2 separate regions of the Xenopus laevis genome follow, and region 2 is linked to region 1. The links are chromatin contacts, called in public Hi-C maps. All regions are on one chromosome and are shown on one strand. Each heading gives the region's core, a stretch centred on a gene start, on an enhancer-like site or on the middle of the called end of the contact. The rest is flanking DNA. Distances are from core to core; before and after follow the strand shown.

What was found. A called contact is a pair of places that touch in the nucleus more often than the background predicts.
Region 2: a contact with region 1 is called in a Hi-C map of the XTC cell line, with 2.5 times the contacts expected there. The contact joins two enhancer-like sites. A contact is called at or near these places in 2 of 4 Hi-C or Micro-C datasets (the XL177 cell line and the XTC cell line).

Annotation. Positions count from the first base shown.
Region 1 is chr2S:28,503,506-28,508,091 of Xenopus_laevis_v10.1, reverse strand. No RefSeq gene overlaps it. Among protein-coding and RNA genes, the nearest start is that of boc.S, 19 kb to the left of the region's middle. Within about 2 kb of position 1,466, at least 1 of the 7 cell types and tissues checked has an H3K27ac peak or open chromatin away from gene starts, as enhancers often do.
Region 2 is chr2S:28,555,147-28,559,466 of Xenopus_laevis_v10.1, reverse strand. boc.S (brother of CDO) reads right to left here. Exons shown (of 19, transcript XM_018248999.2): 16 at 3,733-3,935; 17 at 3,325-3,398; 18 at 2,950-3,137; 19 at 1,674-2,486. The coding sequence ends at 2,314. Among protein-coding and RNA genes, the nearest start is that of boc.S, 32 kb to the right of the region's middle. Within about 2 kb of position 2,421, at least 1 of the 7 cell types and tissues checked has an H3K27ac peak or open chromatin away from gene starts, as enhancers often do.

The sequences.
Region 1 (4,586 bases), core at 217-2,716:
GGATACCAGGAAAACTCCCGGTGGGCCAAGGTGTCAGGGAACCCTCATGCTGCTAAACTTTTTCCCTATTTCATGGCCATTCCCTATTTCTATAAGAACAAAGAGGCTAAATAGATAGAATAATTGATTATAGTATGTAAAGAAAACAGACTAGGAGAAGAGAAGTTGATTGAGGAGATGAAGAATAATAGTACTGAGAGTGGCCCCTGGTCTAAGGTTTTATGGTCGGCCCTGGTCTAAGGTTTTTGGGTGGGCTCCTGGTGTCCCAGTCTGACACTGCTTCCTTCCAACAAAGATCTCTTGATGTCCTCCTTTCTGATTACCAGACTCTGAGCTCCAGAAATCTTTTTTTGATGTCATTCCCTTGGGTCCATCTCTTTACAGTCCAACATCTCTAATGTGTCCTTGCTCCTCTTGAAGGATCTGGTTCTAAGCTCCAACAATGTACTTATGATGTCATCCTCTGCCTTTACCCTCCTACAACAATGTCCTTCCGAAGTCCTCCCTCAACTCCTTCTCTCCAGCCTCTTCATGCGTCAGTCTCAAAACTACAACAATCAGAATATGATGCCTTCTTATTCAATTGCCTCTACACTCCAAAAATGATCTACTCCCTGTTTAGTTCAACAATGAGTTTTCTACTCAAATTAACTTCACAACAAGAATCTCTCAATGGCTTCTCTCCAGTCCCACTCAGGGCTCCAGTAATGATCCCCTGATGTAACCTTCTTCGTTTTCTGTTAAGCTTCAAAAAAAATTTTTATACCCTCCTCTAGAAACACTCTCTACTATCCAACAATTACCCCCTTTCAAGTTCAGTTCTACCGTCACCTTCTTATTGTAGAAGAAATGTTAATAATGATTTAAGGGGTATTAGTTGTTGAGACCAGTATTTGAGGAGCCAATCAGATTCTCTGGCTAGAGTCAACATGGCTGCTCAGATATTCAGCTTCTGGGGGAGCAAGAGAATGTTTGTGGGTCTATGTGGCCCTCAGTAAGTTTTAGGAAAACTCTGTATCCTGGGGACTAATAGCTAATAACCTGCAGAGAGGTGTGAGAAAGAAGAGGACAGTCCCCGCTCTCCGGCCTCCAGTATTCTAAGGCCATTGATGTGACAGACGGCTCAAGATAATGGTGAGAAGGGGCCCGAGGCTCCATGCTGGGCTTGGGCAGCCCATTTGTACAGGTCCTTTATCAGGCCGGAGCTCAGGCATTTACCAGCTGACTGATAACCGTATAAAATCTCTTTCTGAATGGGAAACCCCCCCCCGCTCAGCCTCTGTCCTTCCCTCCCCGCTCATTCAGCCCTTAATTGATTATATGTGGCCCTGTGACAAGAAATGAAATAAAATTAAAGAAGGGGGTGTTGGAGAAAGTGGAGAAATGAGAAAGGGGGACCCCTCCTGCTGGGGTGTATAAATGAGCTCCATTATCTGGGCCTCTCTGTGGAACAGGGAAAGGCTTTAGAGCGAGGCGCAGTTCTCTGCACCCCCCCCCAACAGCACCACTTCCAACCGAGACCCCAATTATCCTAATTCTGCTTCCCACGTACATTTCCCTTTCTGCAAAATCCACCTGCTCCCCAAACCCCCAAAATCACAGCTTCACTATATATGGTGAACAAAGTACCCCCTATTGTAAAATATAAGGATATTATAAGTCCCTGAGGAGTTCCGTGACCATATATCCCTATAGGCAGAAAAAAGCTGCCCCTAGTGGCCATAGGCTCATTGTGCACAAGTAATCCATTACCATGAAACAGGGGCAGCCAATGAAACTCTTGGGGTGCACACAATATACTATATGCAGTATTGGGTAGGACAGCTATGTTACTATGTAAGTGATGGGGGTTGTAGTTCAACAGCACCTGTAGAGTTGGATGGCTTTTTATGAGGCTGGGACCCTTGGGGTCCCTGTTTGACAAACGCTTCAGGCAAACACACAAAGCAGGTTTGATACAAAAGGAAAGAAATGAGAAAATGTGTTTTTCTTTGGAAGGAGAGAAAGGGATATGCACAGGGATTATTTGCCCTTTATTAACTGGAAGTGTCTGAAAAGTCAATTAAAGTCCCACACAATGCGCTGAAAACAAAGAGGGTATTTTCTAGCCCCCCCCCGCCCCCCGGCACAGAGGACTGTGGGTAATGCTCTGCACACTAAGGGGCCCATTGCTTGCAATTAGTTACGGGATGTCACTGAGATTTATATGTGACAGCTCAGGTCTGGGCCCCGGCCGCAGGCTCAGTAGGAAACATTGGGCCCCGAGCTTCCCCTTTTCTTCCAAAGAAATAGCCCCCCCTTCCAAGCACCCCCAGCCCCCATTCCCCTCGCTCTCTGCTGTGGGCCCCATTGTGCTGCAGCCCTGAGAAAGCCAAGCTGCCTTTACTCATATGCTAATCAGGCCCATCACTCTCCTTCTTCTTCATCTGTCAGTGCCCACAGTAACCTGCCATTGCCCAGAGGGGCCCCACAGCCCCTTGTGTATCACAGATAGGGACCGTCCAATCAGAACTGTGCATTTAGGTGGCACTGTCCTGGGCCCTACACATGGGAGGGCCCTGCCACCCTGGGGACTGCAGACATAGTAGGGCAAGATGGTGATAGTGGGGCAAGATTTAAGGTGATGAAGTGGGCGGTCGCCCCATTGGCTCTACAGTTTTCTCTGATTATATTAACATTCCTTGACTGGCTCTGGGTATAATTAGAGTAAAATAAAATCATCTTAAAGGGGTGTTTTACTTTTCATATGTTACAGAATGACCAATTCTAAGCAACTTTTCAATTGGTCTTCATTATTTATTTTTTATAGTTTTTTTTTAATTATTTGCCTTTTTCGTCTGACTCTTTCCAGCTTTAAAAATGGGGGTCAGTGACCCCATCTAAACACAAATGCTCTGTAAGGCTACACATTTATTGTTGCTTTTTATTCCTCATCTTTCTATTCAGGCCTCTCCTATTCACATTCCAGTCTCGTATCTAAATCAGTGCATGGTTGCTAGGGGAATTTGCACCCTAGCTACTGAAATTACAAACTGGAGAGCTGCTGAATAATAAGCTAAATAAATGAAAAACCACAGATAATAAAAAATGAAAAGCATTTGCAAATTATATCAGAATATCCCTCTCTCTAACTTACTAATAGTTAATTCACAGGTGAACAACCCCTTTTAAATCCTAAAAATCTTCAAATAATCGAATTCCCCCAGGGATGGGCAAATAGAAAACAAAGTACCCTGAGTACATTCCATCTTTTCTTCTTTTCTTAAATGCTGGTTGAAGCATTTAAACATATTTAATCAGTTATATTACGTTTTATAGCTTCGCCTCTGATCATGTGACTATCTGTACTTCCTTTCTGGACATCACACAGTATCCTGGTCTTGCTTTATGGCAGGGATTGTAAGTTCAATTACAGGACCGGGACAAGACGTGACATTTAGTTCACTGAGGCTACACGGCTTTGTCTGATGTTTTCACTATATTCAAATGGATCCAGTTGTTGGTGGTACAGAGGTATAGGGGGGTCTGCGCTGATCTGTGTTATTTGACTCACTGGCTCCATATAAGGATTTCACAGCTTCAAGTTTTCATTCCTTTCTTTAACCTTTTCCCCCATAAAATCAAATTATTTCAGCTTCTATTCCAGCAATTCTGTCAGATCCCCACGGCCAATTCCCATTACTAGCATAGTAACAGCCCAGATATGCAGCCCACCCACCTACTCGCACCCCAGCCTCAATGATAAACTGCACCTGGCTCTGGGGCCGACTTTTATGGGATCCCATTGCTTATAGTACAATGGTCAATCCTTTTATTCCTAAACTACAATTCTTAGCAATGCCAGAGACTATTATCCCACTGTTACTATAGGCACTATCTCTTCCTACTATACCTGCTATCCCACAGTCACACTCCCTTCCCAGAGACTATTATCCCACTGTTACTATAGACACTATCTCTCCCTACTATACCTGCTATCCCACAGTCACACTCCCTTCCCAGAGACTATTATCCCACTGTTACTATAGGCACCATCTCTCCTACTATACCTGCTATCCCACAGTCACACTCCCTTCCCAGAGACTATTATCCCACTGTTACTATAGGCACCATCTCTCCCTACTATACCTGATATCCTACAGTCACATTCCCTTCCCAGAGACTATTATCCTACTGTTACTATAGGCACCATCTCTCCCTACTATACCTGCTATCCCACAGTCACACTCCCTTCCCAGAGACTATTATCCCACTGTTACTATAGGCACCATCTCTCCCTACTATACCTGATATCCTACAGTCACATTCCCTTCCCAGAGACTATTATCCTACTGTTACTATAGGCACCATCTCACTCTACTATACCTGCTATCCCACAGTCACACTCCCTTCCCAGAGACTATCATCCCACTGTTACTATATTCACCATCTCTCCCTACTATACCTGCTATCCCACAGCCATACTCCCTTCCCAGAGACTATTATTCCAATGCTACTATAGGCACCATCTCTCCCTACTATACCTGCTATCCCACAGTCACACTCCCTTCCCAGAGACTATCATCCCACTGTTACTATAGACACCA
Region 2 (4,320 bases), core at 1,172-3,671, 50 kb before region 1:
GTGAGCAGAGCAAATGCAAATGGTTGAAATGCCTGTGGTGCAGAATTTAGCACAGGGCCAAATATACCCATGAACTAAAGCTGCAACCAAAGGAATCATGTGGTTTTGTCTAACCCAAGTGACTTTGGTGTTGTTGGGTGCTGTCAGGTTGCTGCTGGTTTCTCTTTTATGCCAATATCTCTGCCCATGTCTCTATTTCACCTCTCCTCATCTGCCCGTGTCTCTGCTGCACATCTCCTCTGCCAATGTCTCTATTTCACATCTCCTCTGCCCATGTCTCTGCTGCACAATTCCTCTGCCCATGTCTCTGCTGTACATCTCCTCTACCCATGTATCTTTTGCACATCTCCTCTGCCCATGCCTCTGCTGGACATCTCCTCTGCCCGTCTATGTTGCTCATCTCCTCTGCCCATGTCTCTTTGCGCTGAGACCTTTCCAGCAGGCAAAGGATTAAAGGACACAGTTATTCATTTACTTTTACATATTTTATTTCAATGGATCCCTGTCAGGGTTTTTTTTTTCTCTCAGAGTCTATTTTAAAAAAAGCATTTGAAGTGCCAAAACAAGTAGGTCTCCCCCCGAGACCTCATAAGGCTGCTTAATGCTACAAACAGAGCATTCAGGGCTTGTGTTTGAATTCCCAGCTCAATACTCCCCAGATGCCGGCGCTGGAGCTCAGCCCAGTTTCAACAGCAGTAAAATAAAATGAAATAGAACTGGATGTATCTGCCAGAGAGACGAGAGCGGAAAATATGACATGGATTTATATATATATTTATATATATCTGCTCTGCAGAACTGCATCTCCTGCCTGACCCACTGACTCGGCGGAAAAGAAGGGGTTAACTCAGGATGGGGCTGTCTGTCTGTGCTTAGCAGATCCTGAGCGGCCGGGTTTATTATGAACTATACACCATTAAGAACAGAAGGAAGGTGCTTTTTAACCTGTTCCCCAAGCAACTTACTGGCAGCAACAGGGATACCCCAGAACCCTCCTTTCTACCCCACAAACCCCAGTTGTATTCTCTCTGCCTTCTTGATATCACAGCTTCCCACAAACCTATAGATGGGCATTAACCCTCACCCATGTGTCTGTCCCATGACAAATCCCAAACCTACAGCAGTTGCACAACTTGCACCCGTCCTCAGCACCCCCAACAAATGTCCTGTGTGTAACAAGGTAAGTAGAACTCTACTCACAATTCTTGCTGTGCCAAATAGGGCAGTGTAATAAAAGCTGCAAAGTTACCCCAGATCTAGTTAACCATAGCAACCAATCAGCCGACCAATTGATTGCTATGAGTTATTAGCAAGTAGCAAACCTCTTACCTTTTACTACATTAACTCCAAAGATTTTAAAAGGAAATAGCAAAGGACTGACTTCAGTTTTATTTTAAATTGCTGCTCTTTCCTTGCAGGCATTTTCTTACTCATCTTCCATTCTGCCCCCAGTCGCTGGGGTAGTAAATTCCTAGCAACCAAGTAGTTTTCCCTTTCCTTGTGAGAAGTGACATTGAAATATAAACTACTAAGAGAGCGGTCACATGTCGGACCAGTTTGGCAGCTCCCGCTGATGTAAACGGCACTAGTAGGTAGATGCACAGCCTAAGTCTCTGGGTGCAGGAAACACTTTGCCATCTTGTCAGTCCCAAGGAAAGTCAATGACTCTGGGGTTAAATAAACACAAATGTATTTATTACAAGTTGTCTCTTCAGGTTACACATATATGTCATTGCAGCCCGTATCTCATAATGTGTTTATGGCGAATATATTGTGCTGGAGTCTCAGCCAAACATGCACGTGTGCTAACATTCCATATGCAACTAGAACAGAAGCCGGAACAATTTGGATCCAAAAGATACGCAACGAGGCAGCCCATTCCTCCAGTCTCCTTCCTGTGACCCATTGCGCTAGAGCACCCCCTTCCAACCTGAGCTGCCGCCCCCGCTACATGCAATTACGCAAGAGACGCTCTTGTTCCGTTGCCGAGTCAATACTGAAGGATTGTTTAGTCCCTTTTTTGTTCCATATTTCTATATATATATTTCATGATAAAGAAAATAAACTTTATGTACAAGTGCATAAATATATAAATATTGCTGTCATAGAAAAATAAACTCCTTTAACGTGTTCCCTTTTTTAAACACAGGGTGGTCCAGGACCCTAAAACGTGACCGTGTTGCAAGAGTGTAACTGAGCATTGTCTATTAATCAGCTGCAGGAGGAGGTTTAGTAGTGTCCAAATAACAGAGATACTCAGTGCGGATATCTATTGCAACAAGACCATCCCCAGTCCTTTCAGCCAGTCTTTTATTAAGTAGCAGGTCCTTGTGTTGGAGTGTGAGGGTGAAAAGTGCTGCTCCTCCGACAGTCTGGATTCCCTTCTACATTACTGCTCCAAACTGGGTTTTGATGACATTCTCCATCTGACAGTGAGCAGGCTGGATCCTTTGTGCTCTCCACTGGGGGCAAGGGGAACATACAACCTGCAACAATAGATTCTGTTACCACAACAAAACACAGCACAATATAAGCTTTGTTACCATCAACCCTTCCATCCCACGTTATTCCTCTCTGGCTCTTTTATGCAAGAGGAGATTTCAGTAGCTTATGCAGCTGCCGCCTGACACTGAGGCTCCTTGATCAACAACTGATATTTCTAACAAACATTTTTCCGTAGAAGCTTTCTACAATGAAAGATGTTGAACCGGGTTGAGAAATGTCCCTCTTGGGCAGTGGTTACCAAATTTTGATGCTGGTCCCTCTGGGTGAGCGGGTTGAAGAAGCTGCTGTTGGCTCATTCAGAAGGCCAGTTAAGGTGAAATATTGGGTTAAAGTCAAATTGTTCTTTAAGATACACCAAAAAGGCCAGCTTAAGAGCTAGTTAGTAGCTTGTGGTACCAGCAGGTTTCCAATAGGCACATCACAGTGAGAACATTAACCTCATACCTTGGCACATACCTGGCTCTTTGGGCAGTGAGAGAATGGGACACTCCTTGTTGCTCTTTGCCAGAGAGTGCCCAACCAAGGTCTCATCCTGCAAGTGAAGCCCATCAGGAGGAAGTTCCTTCATGTCACATGTGTCATTCTCACAAGGCTGGTACACGGACATGCCCTCGCCGGGTGGGTGGCACAACCTACAATTGGGAAACATTATATCAGAAAGCTTGCTAGGTGCCTGTACCCAAGACATTACTCCTATCTAGGGGAAGTTTTCAGCAAATTTGGAGGGGCTGATAACTTGTAAATGAGTATAGTCTGTTTATTTAGAACATAAGGACAAGCAGGCAAAATGGGCAACCTCAAAAGCTCAGCAGGACTTACGGCCTAGGATTGTGACATTCTGTTAGGTCCTTGTGCCCAGAAACCATCTCTTCCAGTAAGCTGTTAGCTTCATCCTGTTTGGAGAAAAAAAAATGATAGCAAACTTAATAACAAAGCCTCATGCCTTTAATCTCAATAAAACAAGGAGTGGCCTGTCACCAATGTAAGCATAATAACATTGTAATTATTCTCAAAAGGTATGAGCAGAGGGGTGGAGCTAAAAACACATGACTTTCCAGGTTAAATATGCCGCACCCACAGGCAGCAACATGGCTGCACTCATAAGTAAAATAACAAATCAAATTTCTTTAAGGGAAGGCATTTTGACTTTGTGGCATCATCTAATGTTAGAAATGGTGGTCCTGCCCAACTGTGCTTCAACTCCAATAAGCATTGTGGATTGTGTACCTGATGCTCAGCCTCGGATTCATACTCTCTTGGCTTCAGCTCATTATGACTGGAGTTTACAGATGGGCAAGTGCCATTCACGACACCGCCATTAGCATAGGGGAAGTTGCTGATGGTAGAGACCCCTCTTAGAGGCACCATGGTGTACTGGCAAGAGGACGTCAGGATACCAGCGCTGGGGAATGCAATATCTGTTGTTTGTTCTGCAGAGAGAAATTGGAGTTAGGGAGCTTGAATTAAAGGACCAGTAACATCAAAAAAAAATGAAAAAAAAAAATGTTAGTATACATCGAAAAAAAAAAAAAAACAGCAAGACAAATTAAACTTTAAAATCGCAAAGTCTTTAAGAAACAACTTACCGAAATTCCACTTGCGCTCCTCTTCAGAATGTGATCGTCAATCCATCGCGCGGCACACGATTTCTCCTCCCTTCCTTCCTTATAGGAAATAGCCAGGGAGGAGAAATCGAGTGCCGCGCCATTGATTGTCGCTTTTTCTGCAGAGGAGCAGTAGCGGAGTTTCAGTAAGTTATTTCTTAAAGAATTTTAAAGATTTTTACTCTTCTCGATTCTGGTCTGAAGGCTGGAT